Regions from separate parts of the Mus musculus genome. Here regions 1 and 2 are each linked to region 3. A link is a contact called in public Hi-C and HiChIP or PLAC-seq data. All regions are on one chromosome and are shown on one strand. Each heading gives the region's core, a stretch centred on a gene start, on an enhancer-like site or on the middle of the called end of the contact. The rest is flanking DNA. Distances are from core to core; before and after follow the strand shown.

Region 1 (4,144 bases), core at 1,357-3,856, 250 kb before region 3:
GTAAAGAGGTTCTCCCTGGATTTACAGAGAGTCTAGAGGCAAAGCACAGGCTTCAGATACAAATGAAAGTACAGGGCAGGGAATCACCTCCTTACCCACTAGTCAAGTTCTCCAGAAGGGCCTGTCTGAGCTAATAACCAGGAGCACTCTCCCTGGAACAGGATAGAGGCTTCTGCTGGGAAAAACAAAGAGCCCAACATAGGGTACAACAGTCAGCCCTTGGGTGAAGGTATCTGTGGGGGACTAGTTCCTGCACCCAAATCCAAGGACAATCAAATGAGACAACAATGTAGTGCTTGTGTGTACACTATGATGTAGTGCTTGGACATAACTCGTCCTCTTACATCTCTAGATTTCTTATAGCAAATCATATCTTAATTACTTACAATACTTGACAAAATATAACTACTAAGTAAACTGTAAATAGTTGTTGTATTGTTTAGGAAATAATGAAAAAGAATAAAAAGCTCAGCACATGTTCGATACAGCTGTTAAATTTGTTTTCCATGGCTAAGTAGGGCCACATTCTCACTGTTGTAGTAAGTGCAGACTGAGCCTGGAGTGGTGGTGCAGGCTTTAGATCCTAGTACTCCTGAGGCACAGGCTCATCTCTGAGTTGAGAGTGTCTACATAGTGAGTTCCAGGCTAGCCAAGGCTACATAGTTGAGATCCTATCTCAAAGAAAACAAAGTATAAATACATATTTTAAAAACGGGGGTGGGAGGTGGTTGGGGGGAGGGGACAGCCTATGGTCCCCTTCCCCATTCTTCTCAACATTACTTTGATATAAGAAAAGCTGGTTCAGAAAATTTTAATACGCCACTGCAAAGTTCCTTGGCCAGAGAAGTTCCTTCTAACCACCTTCCCCCATCACCAAATATCAGTGCTTAAGCACCCAAACTCAACAGCTAAGGCTGTTAGGATCACTTCCTATCTAACCACTTAGCACAGCTCACCAGATCTTTGGTAAGAACAAAGGATCTATAGTATATAAAGATCTGTTAGAAACAGCCTGCCTGGTTCACAAAACAATTACAAGATAGAATCACTTCAGCTTATCCTTCTAATATATGAAGTTCTACCTCGGGCAACCTAGTTTTCTTTTTCTTTCAGGCTGTTTCCTATACTGGTTTTTAGTTTATTCCAAACTTGGCCTAAGCACCCATGAACATGCCCACATCCCAACCCCACTTATCCTATGCAGATCTTCTCAAGCAGATCTTCACTGGGACTCAGATAACCCCAACTGTCTTTCACCTTGACACACCAGCAGAGAACCCTACATGTCCACAGCAATTACCAGTAGAGCCTGCCCGCTTCTCAACAGGGCTCTGGCAGGGAGAGGGGCTACTCTTAAATATCGTCTTCCTCTGCCTCCCTTTTTCTATTTAACACTCCACCTCCTATTTAACAGAGCCAGTGAATGTAGTGAGAATTTTGGTTTCTTTAAAAGACACAGAAATATTATAGAAATATGTTTTTCGTTTAATTCTAGGTATGGGATATGGGGCTGCTTCAAATTGCCCATAGCAGCTGACTATGATTTGCCTCATGCTCTAGCAGGAGTGTAATTTTGCCAGCTGCAGATAGTTTCTGTGATTATGTGACATTTGGAATACTGGGGACTTTTTAGAGGGTATATAAATGCTAGGACCCTGAGAGGTTGTTGGGTTGTTGGTTTGTTGCAGTTTGTTAAGTAGTTGTGAGTAAAGAAGAAAGAACAGAAGAAGAAAAAATTAGATATCCTGACTGCAAAGATCAAACTTGCCCCAAGGAACTCGGTGCCCTTAACTAACAGGAAATAGTTTAGTGATAACATCACCCTCTTTCTGACCCCTGAGGCTATTATAGGATCTCTTTCCTTTCCTCTCTAGTCTAGTGTTAGGGGTTGAAATGGTTGAAGAAAGGGGGTGGAAAAGGTTAAAAGAAACGACCCACAAAGTAGCAAAAAGATAAGCTACAAGTGAATGGGGGAACACTCCCCCTCCCCCCAGTAATCTTTCCCAGGTTCCAAATTGAAAGAGAGGGAGGGGGAGGGGGAGGGGGAGGGAGAGGGGAGAGACTGACCAGAAGAAGTAATGTATTGGATTTGCTGGAGTTACAGGTGGTTGTGAACTATACAATATGGAGTGCTAAGAACTGAACTCCGGCCTTCTGGAAGAGTAATAAGCCTTCTTAATCGCTGGGTCATCTCTCCAGCTCCAAGTTAGTAACTTTAACAAGTGCCTTTTGGGATACAGGCTCAGTTTATGGATGATGCCTTCAGCCCTGTCCACTTTTTAATGACAGCATTCTCATTCAGGAGAATAAAAGTCTAACAAGGGCAGGGGTTTTTAAAACTCCATTTTTGCTCACAGCTTTATCCCTAGATACTAGCAAAGCTCCTTGCATACATACAATACTCAATAAACTCGCTTACCCACTCAACAACACTGAGAACTAACTGGGTATCGGAAGCTGTGTAGGTACTAGTTAACAGAACAAGTTCTGGTTCTGAGCCTACTCAAAGTAATGGCAGGAAGAGATGAGAAGGTGATGTGATAGACAGGCACTCGGCAATAGAGGGCTTACCTTGGCCTAGCGCTTCCCAACTTCCTGTGTGGGCTTCTCTTGCACCAGCCCTTTTCCTGTTCTCATCTGTCTCGCATAAACTGAAAGCTCCCAAGCTTGCTCTAGCTCCAGCCCCTTCCTTTGTCTCCTTAGGTTACACTAACCATCTAGCAAATGTAGACCATGTCCCAAAGCTTAATTTAATGTACACCTCTTTCCCCAGATCCCGGCTTGACTCTTCCCGGGCCTGGAGTATGTACACCACACCCCTGTCCTCACTCTCCCAGGCAGACTTCACGTCACAAGAGCCTCTAGAAAACAGTCTTTTCATGTTTCTAGTTGCTGCCCAGTCACTCCTCTTGCTCTGTGACTTGTCCATCCATAATCTCTCCACTTCCTCAGATGGATGTCAGTTCAAGCAAGCTAAACACACACACACACACACACACACACACACACACACACACCCCTGCTTTCTTTAAAACCCAGTTTTTATGTGTGTGTTTTTGAGACAGGGCTAAGTAGGGCCACATATGCTCTACACATATGTGTAGTCCTGGCTGTCCTGTACCTCGCTCTGTAGAACAGGCTGTCCTTGAACTCAGAAATCCACCTGCCTCTGCCTCCCAAGTGCTAGAATTAAAGGTGTGTGCCACCATCTGGCAAAATCCAGGGTTTTTTGTTGTTGTTATTGTTGTTTGTTCTTTAATTATAAAACACATCAAGACACAGCTCTAGCTGGCTGAGGTGGTATATGCTTGTAATCTGAGCACTCAGGAGACTGAGGTAGGAGAGTCACTCACAAATTCCAGCTAGGGAGCCTGATCTGTAGTGTTAAGTAAGATACTATCTCAAAAATAAATGGGAACAGGGAGAAAACCTAAACAACTCTTCCAGATAGCCAATGCTATCCAACAACACTATCCTGAAACACTAATAAACAAAAACTGAGAGCCAACAATATGCTAAACACTTCAAAACAAACTCAGACAACCCCTAGAGCAACTTCCTGAGGAAGGTATCACTGCCCCAGTCAGTACCTTAGAAAAAAGCTGAGGTACCCAGCACTGTGACTGGCCCAACTCTGGGCCAACTGCACATACAACAGCCCTGACTTCAGAAGCTCATTTATGCCTAAGTCCTGGAAAGGGCCAGGCAGAAGGATTGTAAGTTTAGGGTAGCTGAGAAGGACCCCCTCCCCCCAAGTGCTGATAGGGTCAGCATAGCAGAGTAGGCCAGTGAGCTGCTAGCTAGGGCCTCAGTTACTGGAGTAGAGTGAATACAAGAAACATTTTATCTTTCAGAGGGATACAGCGACAATTGATGTCCAGTTGCCAGAATTAAAAACTTTGTCATTTAAAATACAACAGTAGAAGGTGAAAATTAAAATTAAAACGTAGTATGTTAGAAATTTTGCCATGCCATTATCCATAACTCATAAAGGCTGACAAGCAGGCCAGCTAAACCATACATAAGATATAGTGTTTAATCCTAGCACTCAGGAAGCTGAGACTGAAAGAAATCGGGAGCCCTGCCTGGGATACGGACCATGTCCCAAAAATAAAAACTTGAGTTGGTGAAACAGTCCAGCAGG
Region 2 (4,170 bases), core at 1,449-3,948, 150 kb after region 3:
AAGCAGTGACAGTCAAGAGAAAGAGGCCTGAGGAAGCAGCAGGCCGAAACCATTAAGCAGAGCCCAGGGAAAGGAGAGGCCCCTCTTGGGGCCATTAAACCCAGTCATTAATTTAAGGAGTAGAACCTTCCCTAATAATAGCCATGGGCTGTCCCCAGAGGCTTCTGGAAGGCTGGGTGCTGCTTGTCAGCTGCAGGTAACAAAAATGCCATCAGCATCTTACAGCCTGGCCCTGGGATTCTGTTTTTATGTTCTGAAGACAGGATAAATGGCCCTGATCACTTTTATGATGCTAATGTCACTGCAGAAGCTTCAAATGAAAAATCGTGTGTGTGTGTGTGTGTGTGTGTGTGTGTGTGTGTGTGGTGTGTGTGTGTGTGTGTGTGTGTGTTGTTTACTGGGCGCATTAAAAAAAAAGTTCTGCACAAAGAAGATGCAGCTGAGCTGAGAAATGGTTCTGCCCACCACCCACCTTGGAGCTGGGCTACTCACACAGGTCTTGTTTAACCGAGTCCATCTCTGTGGTACCCATGTGAAGGCCTTGGCGTCCCAAGTCAAGATGGCTCTCAGGGGATAAAGTGCTTGCCTTGCTAGCGTGAGGTTCAGAGTTTTGATCCTCAGCACCTACACACTGTGGCAGGCATCTGAAACTCTGAGGGGCTTGATGGGAGAGAAAGGACTATCCTAGCCTCCCTGGCTAGTCAGCCTAGCCAAAATGGTGAGCTCTAGGTTCAGTGGGATACACACACACACACACACACACCCACTGGTCTCTACACATGCACACGTGAACATGAACATCTACACACACACACACACACACACACACACACACACACACACACACACACATACAAGATGGAGCACGATAACGGAAGAAGTCATTCAACATGCACCTCTGGTCTCTACACATGCACACGTGGACATGAACATCTACACACACACACACACACACACACATACACACACACTTTGGGGGGTGAGGGCAGTGCTCCAGATGAGCTATAGTTCTGCCTCCATCCCGTAGTATCCCATAGGGAAGCAAGTGTCCTGGATCCACCAGAAGTTTGGCCAGACGACTGGTCTTGGGGAAGTTGGCCTGTCACCAGCTGCCCCAGTGCAACAGAAAACACAGGGCTTCAGGAAGAGCCCAACTGGCTCACAATGAGTGTCCCTGAGAGCACTGTACAGGCCGGACACTAATGGTCATTCAGCAGCCACAACACAAAGGTCCCAAATAACAATGTCACCGACCAGTCAAAGGGCTACAGCCACAGGAGCAGACACCGTGCCTCCAACCAGTATACTGCTTCCCACAACATCTGTGAGGCAGGGGGATCAAATCCTACGTTGGAGCAGCCGACAGATAGTTGGTAGGTAGTTAGTAGGCTAACAGAGGACTTCAAAATCATCCATCCTGGGCAGAGACTCTTTGGATTGGAAGCTGAATGTATTGGGGGGCCTCTGTGAAGGTCAGCACATGCTGGAGCTGCAGGATGGCTTCAGGTCCCCTGACAACTTAATCAGGACTCAATCCATTTTTCTCATTATGGGCTAGACTCCTAGTCCATCCTTCAAACTAATGAGAAATCTTGTTTGGGTGTGTTGGGCAGCTTCTGCCTCCTCCTGATTTTATATTACTACTACTACTATCATCATCATCATCATCATCATCATCATTATTTTCTCCAATATTATTACTTTCTTCCAGTAGCCCTGCAGCTAAACATTTCACCCTGTATCTGTTCAGAGCCAGAAGGTCACCCTGAGAAGTAAGACTCTTACAACAGTGCTTGTGGGGCCTGGCAGACAGGCACGGAGGCAGGGTGAACCTTCTGCTTTGGCTGTCGATGCTCATCCAGTCTGTCACACCCCACCTTCCACAGGGAATTAAAAGCTGACAAATGAGTTGGTGCCCCGGCAGCTGCTCTCTGCCATCCAGAAAGAAGCCAAGTACAGAGCAAGGCTGAGACAAGTAGGCACCTAAGTGTGGGGACGGGCCTTCTGGGCAGACTGGGATAACACTGACATTGTGTAGGGCTGGGCTTTCCACAAGGAGCTCAGCATCCTTGGTTTGTAGCCCAGGGACCTTGAAAGGACTGAGGGGCAGAGGTGGGGGGGGGAACCATACCCATGCTGGTTCTCATAAGGCAAGAGGCACATGTGACCGTCACCTAAGGGCACTGACTGTCTAGAAGCCCATCCATATAGGCAGAAGGCTGTAGGGAAGGTTTTCCTCTTCCCAAATGAGGCTGGGATCATGGGTGAAGCAATTCACACAAGGTCTCATGACTGACCACAAGGCAGCTAATCCAGGCAGATCTGCCTCTCTCCTGGTGAGGTCTGCACCCCACCTCCCAAAGTTTGGGGAGCAGCAGCAGATGGATGTGAGAATGGGCCCTGGAGTCAGATCTGCCAGGGCTCAAGCCCACGTAGCAGCCACATAGTTCGTCTTGGACAGGCCTCCTTTCTCTCTTCGAAGACTCACTTCTGTCTCCCAAGGCATCCCACGCCCAAGTAAACACCCAGTCAACATGGACTGCACAGCAGGGCATGAGCGAGGGGGGCATACCCTGCAGCCCACACATCCCAGGGTCCCAAATCTCCTGGGAAGATACCTCAACCAGCACAGCCCACATACACGGGCTGGGCATTGAATCAGAACTGAGTCACAGCCATTTCCTCCAGGCAGGAACTGGCTTTGGCACGCATGGCCCAATTACTCAGAGATGTATGGAACCCTGTCGGGGCTGGGGGTGGTATCTGAACCCAAGGAAGGCACAAGCACCGTGCCGGCGGGCCATTAGTTTAGGAAAGTTCAACTATCCGTTCATGGTGGCTGCAGTCAGTTCCAAGATATCCTCCGCTCCCCTACGAATGGTCTGGATTCCTCAGTTCCAGAATGTATCTCAGACATCTCACAAAATGCTTTCCATGAATACAGCAAAGTGGCCAGGGAAGCTCTCCTAGCCTTCTGGCGCTTTGCCCACTGGGCATGCGCCAAGCAGGAAGCAGGTCAGTCCCCTGTAGTTGTTTGTTTAGGGCTTCCTCGAAGGACTTCTAAGCAGAATGCTGAGCTCTGAGATGGGCCTGCATGGTGCCTGCATTTCCCCCTCCTTAACATTCACTTGAGCCCCAGGTGGTCTCTGTCGTGGGTGCTCATGCCCACGGTTCCCTCCCACAGGATCCAGATTAAGGCCGATCACCAAGGATAGATGAGACTCAAGCCACACTGGCAGCTTTCCTCCCACCATGCCTGTCAATCTTGAGAGCCATCATGGCCTCCACCCACAGATAGCCTCAGGTGTTCCCACCAATGGGGCTGCAGACTGAGCCTGGCCCATTTCAGGATTCAGTGAGAAGAGGACAACTCCAGGACCAGCCGAGGCGGCAGATAGCACTGTTGGGAGAGCTTGATTCTGCCTCATCTATGGGCTTCCCATGCCTGATCCATCAGCATCCATGATCCAAGAAGGCAAGCCCTGCTCCTGCTGTGGGAGACACTGCGATCCCTCACGGGCTTCAGAGACAAAGTACCTTCCTGGTATTCAGCCCTGTTTCAAACCATTATTCCTCATTACTCCACTGCACTCCTCGGCAAGCGTCTCCCTCCTCCACCTTCATGCCCTTCAAAGGACTACAACAAGACTCATTTCTTGGCTAAGGGACAGACCATCCATCTTTTTAATCTGCCCTCATAAATCAACCACCTGAGCACCCCAGGCTGCCCACCTCTACTACCCTGGAACTCTCAAATCCTCTGGATATCTCTTAGGGATGCCCCCAGGTCCCAGCTCTTTGACTGGGGAGGGAGGTAGCCATATCCCCGGATCACCCAGCAAGCTTCTCTACCAGGGCCTATCTCGAATGAGGGGTGGAGGGGCCTGGCAGATGCCTCTACAGGAGGCTTGCCAGCAGCCACAGCAGCTGCTTCTGCTGTCAGCAGGGCCTTCTCCTGGAACAGGATGTCTTAAGCTTGTTGGGATCAATTGCCCATGGTGTTCTGATTACGGCCTCTGCCAGGTGGCTGACAGCTTCAACAGAGAGGCGAAAGGACTTTGTTGGGACCCTGAACAGATCCAAGAAATGAGGGTTTGGAGTGGAAAATAGAGGAGGAAGAGATGGGGTCTGAAGGACACGGGAGAAGCTCAAAGATGTTTTACTGGTCCC
Region 3 (3,747 bases), core at 17-2,516:
TGGTTTTGTTTTTTGTTTTTTTAAGGTGATAGTTCATTTAACCATGCATCTGAAAATTATGTTTTCCCTTGATACACAGATTAATCAGGCGTGAGCTAGAAGCTGAGGAGGCCAAGGAAACAAAACTAAAAATACCAAACAGTCGTTATGAGTTTGATTTTTTTTTCTTTCTTTTGGATGGGTGCAGCTTTGATAGCAAAATCTGATTATAGTTCATCTAGACTTCGTTGGGTCTGGATGCTCATCAGGGCTTGAAATCAATTTGGCACAGTGCCTTTGTCCCTGTCGGAGGTGAATCACCAGAGAAATTACAAACTAAGTGACTCACCTTCCTGCAGAGTAATGAAAAAGAGGAAGGGAGTTTCATGTAAATCAGAAACTGGTAATTCTCAAGTATCTTGCGAATTCTTAGGGCCGAGTACCGGTTTAAGTTTGAATGCGTTTTTATATTAACCTAAATGCTTCCTCTTCTATGTATGGGGAAGCTGTCAGACTCCTGCTAATCACTCCAGGCCTAAGGGAGTTCCTCACGCCATGTCATTTATAAATAGCACTTTGATACTGTTGAATGTTAAAACCACACCTTTTTTTCCCTGAAAGCGAGTAAAGAAAGTAATCGAAGCTTTCCCTCTAGTTTGCTAGGCTAAGATGCTGCTTTGGATACTGTGTTAGCTGTAATCCACAGGAGGTAGAGTATTTATCTTAACGCCGGCTCTCTAGATAGACCAGAGAGCAGCACCTACTCAGGTTTGATCAGAGTGCTTCATGGTTCTGCAGGGAACAGGGTTCTGGGTACGAGGAGGACCTCACACTCAATTTTCACCACCATTCAAATTATTTCCAGGACACAGTGTGTATAACAACAGCTTTTGTTAAGAAAGAGGTGTCAGAGTGCAAATTCCCCCTGAACTATGAATCTGTCTCCTCTGTGTGTACGTCTTTAAACTCGTACTCCTTGTCAAGGGAGCTGAGCAATATTTTCTGCAGAACCTTTTAGGAGCAGATAGACTACCTATATTCTCTGGATAGCTGAGGTCAGTCTTGTGAGGGATTTTCCCGTGTTTATCCTAAGCACACCTATATAGAGTCCTTTCCTTCCTCAGGCTGGTGATGTGACAGGCTTTCTTGGAAACTAAAATTTTTTTTTTTTTCAGACTAACTTGGTCTCCTGTAGACATTTTTTTTTTTTTTTTTTTTGAGGAACTTACACCACATTTTTTGTACTTTCCTTGCAGGAAATCGATACTTTACCAGGTGGAGATGAATCATTTGTGTTTGAGAGCGGCAGAACTTGGGACGAATCTGTCAGGCGCTCTGTAAACCAGTCACTCCTGACCCATCGCTCTCACCCACCTCCACCCCCTCCTCAGACTCACTGTAGCTATGTCATTCAGGAGGCAAGTGAAGAACTTCGTGAAAAATTACTCAGATGCCGAAAAAAAAGTCAGGGAAGCAACTTCCAATGACCCCTGGGGCCCCTCTAGCTCTCTGATGTTAGCTATCAGTGACATGACTTTCAATGCGGCCTCCCTCTCGGAGATCATGCACATGCTGTGGCAGCGACTCAGCGACCACGGGAAGAACTGGCGCCACGTGTACAAATCCCTCGCCCTGATGGACTACCTCATCAAGAACGGCTCCAGGAAAGTTATTCAGTATTGCAGAGAGGGCGTCTGTAACCTTCAAATGCTAAAGGATTTTCAACACATAGATGAAGCGGGCAAAGACCAAGGTAACAGTTTGTAAAAATTCGACAGTGTGCCTGTAAGGACAGGCGTGTATAGCAGTGTTTTAAATCTTCAACTGGAGCAAGGCGGTTCTCAATTTTTGAGTGCCTTGTGATGTAGCCTAGGCTGTCCTGAGCTTGCCCTCCAGTCCCAACCTCCCTCGCGCTAGGTTGATGTGCACCCTGTTATCACCCTGGGCTTAAAGAGTTGTCCTTAGATGTCCCAGCCACTGTTTTCCTCCGACCGCTGTGGTTCTCATTTCCGTCCTCTGATTGACTGTGGCACTTGGGAGAAGAGTGTGTTTGTTTTCAAAAGAGCACAGAACACACGCAGGTCCTGATCCAGTGACGCCTCACAGAAAAGTAAATACAGCAAATGAAGAGAGGAGACGCTGCCGTTTGTGTGTTGATGTCACTGTAATTCACGAGTATAATTAAGTCGGAATTTAGTCATAAACTAGGGAAGTGTTTCTAGGGACTCTGGAATCTCCGAAGGCTATGGAGATGAGCTCACTTAACTGAAGCACAGAAATTCAGGTCTTAAGATAATTCTGGGTGTAGAAAGGCGATGGCATAGGAAGATGGTATAGAGTATTGAAGTGGATTGGTGCCAAATTTGCAAAGAAAAGAGCCAACATTCCTTTCCTTTGTGTTAGAAATGCAAAGTTATAATTGTGCCTAAAGTGATAGGTTTTAAGTCATAAGAAGAAAATACAGTTCACTCTACTCTCCATGGTTACTGCATTTTAAAATGATAACTTTAAAGAAATGAAAAAATGAGACAAAAATAGTTTCTATGAACCCTTCTCCACCAAAACATCATCTCTCCAGTTTCTAAGATCAGTGAGGTACACTTGCTACAAGTGGCAGCCAGTGTTGACACTACTACTGATGTTCAGTTTAGTTGTATCATAGTTCTGTAGGTTTTGGAAAGACATACTGTCCTGTGTCAACCACCCAGTATAACACAGGGTCTTTCGCTTCCCCGAGGATGCCTTGTGACCTGCCCTCACCCTCTTTGCCCTGGATGCCACTGGTCTTTATAGTTTTACTTTTTCCAGATGTAAAACTTCTTTAGACTCGTTTCTTTCATTGGCAGGATACCCCACGGTTCTTCCAGATCCTTCCATAGGTTGGAAGCTTGTTTCTTTTTATCTTTCCTCTTTATGAAAAGGTTTGTTGAGATATAATGCATATACCATACAAATTGTAACATATGTGTATATATATACATATATATATATATATATATATATGTATATACACACACACACACACACACACACACACACACATGTATATTATAAAATATAGGGTCATTTATATAAAGTATGTATAATTATAAAGTTGTTTATTATAAGATGTGATATCTATATCAACACTTGCCTTTTTGTATTCACTTGTATTGAATTTTTTTTTCAATCAGAATCTCACGTGGACTTGAGTTAATAAGTAGCTGAGTTGAGTTCACCTTGAACTCCTGATCTTCCTATCCCCACCTCCCAGGTGCTGGGATTAGTGGTGTAAGCTACCATTGCCAGGCTCATATTTCCATTTGTAAGTGTGCAGTTTGGTACGTTCATCACATTTACTGTGTTGGGAAGCCACCACCACTCTTGTTTAAACCTTTTCTAAATCACTGTCAGCATTAAGCAATAGCTGCTCATTCCCATTCCACTGAACCTCTATTCTCTATCTTGATTGACTTGACTGTTAGGTGCACTCACACAGAAGTGGAATTTTCCTGTGTATTTTAAATTCCTATTAGGCTTCTTTCTCTCACCCTATAGTCCTTGAGTCTCCTCCATGTGGTATCAGAATCCCATATGTTTGAATGACTGAATGGCATTTTATTTTCTGGGCTTACAACATTTAAGCAAACCTGTTCCTCTGGGGCGGTTCTACATGTGATCCCTCATGAACAGTGCTGCAGTGAACATGGCTGTGTGTGGGTTCAGGCCTCTGCTGTCAGTGCTTTGGCTTGCTTAGTAGAATGGCTATAGTGTGCTAATGTGAGTGTC

The links. A called contact is a pair of places that touch in the nucleus more often than the background predicts. HiChIP or PLAC-seq counts read pairs in DNA pulled down with a chosen protein or histone mark.
Region 1: a contact with region 3 is called in a Hi-C map of CD8 T cells, with 2.3 times the contacts expected there. The contact joins the enhancer-like site here to the promoter of Enthd1 in region 3. A contact is called at or near these places in 1 of 39 promoter capture datasets (pre-B cells), 2 of 484 Hi-C or Micro-C datasets (CD8 T cells and large pre-B cells) and 1 of 9 other capture datasets (pancreatic islet).
Region 2: an H3K27ac HiChIP or PLAC-seq map of the NIH/3T3 cell line shows a contact between it and region 3, with 2.3 times the contacts expected there. The contact joins the enhancer-like site here to the promoter of Enthd1 in region 3. A contact is called at or near these places in 6 of 39 promoter capture datasets (3T3-L1-derived adipocytes, the C10 cell line, the HPC-7 cell line and 3 more), 1 of 484 Hi-C or Micro-C datasets (embryonic fibroblasts), 1 of 115 datasets of contacts at active chromatin or transcription factors (the NIH/3T3 cell line) and 4 of 9 other capture datasets (adipose tissue, liver, macrophages and 1 more).

The regions. Positions count from the first base shown.
Region 1 is chr15:80,813,458-80,817,601 of GRCm38.p6, reverse strand. All of the region lies in intron 4 of Tnrc6b (trinucleotide repeat containing 6b), which reads right to left. Among named protein-coding and RNA genes, the nearest start is that of Tnrc6b, 100 kb to the right of the region's middle. Within about 2 kb of position 2,606, at least 111 of the 459 cell types and tissues checked have an H3K27ac peak or open chromatin away from gene starts, as enhancers often do. A contact at or near this core is called in CD8 T cells, where this site is marked.
Region 2 is chr15:80,413,034-80,417,203 of GRCm38.p6, reverse strand. No RefSeq gene overlaps it. Among named protein-coding and RNA genes, the nearest start is that of Gm41363, 14 kb to the right of the region's middle. Within about 2 kb of position 2,698, at least 24 of the 459 cell types and tissues checked have an H3K27ac peak or open chromatin away from gene starts, as enhancers often do. A contact at or near this core is called in the NIH/3T3 cell line and embryonic fibroblasts, where this site is marked.
Region 3 is chr15:80,557,989-80,561,735 of GRCm38.p6, reverse strand. It overlaps Enthd1 (ENTH domain containing 1), which reads left to right and starts at 1,266. Exons shown (of 6, transcript NM_001163189.1): 1 at 1,266-1,732. The coding sequence starts at 1,384.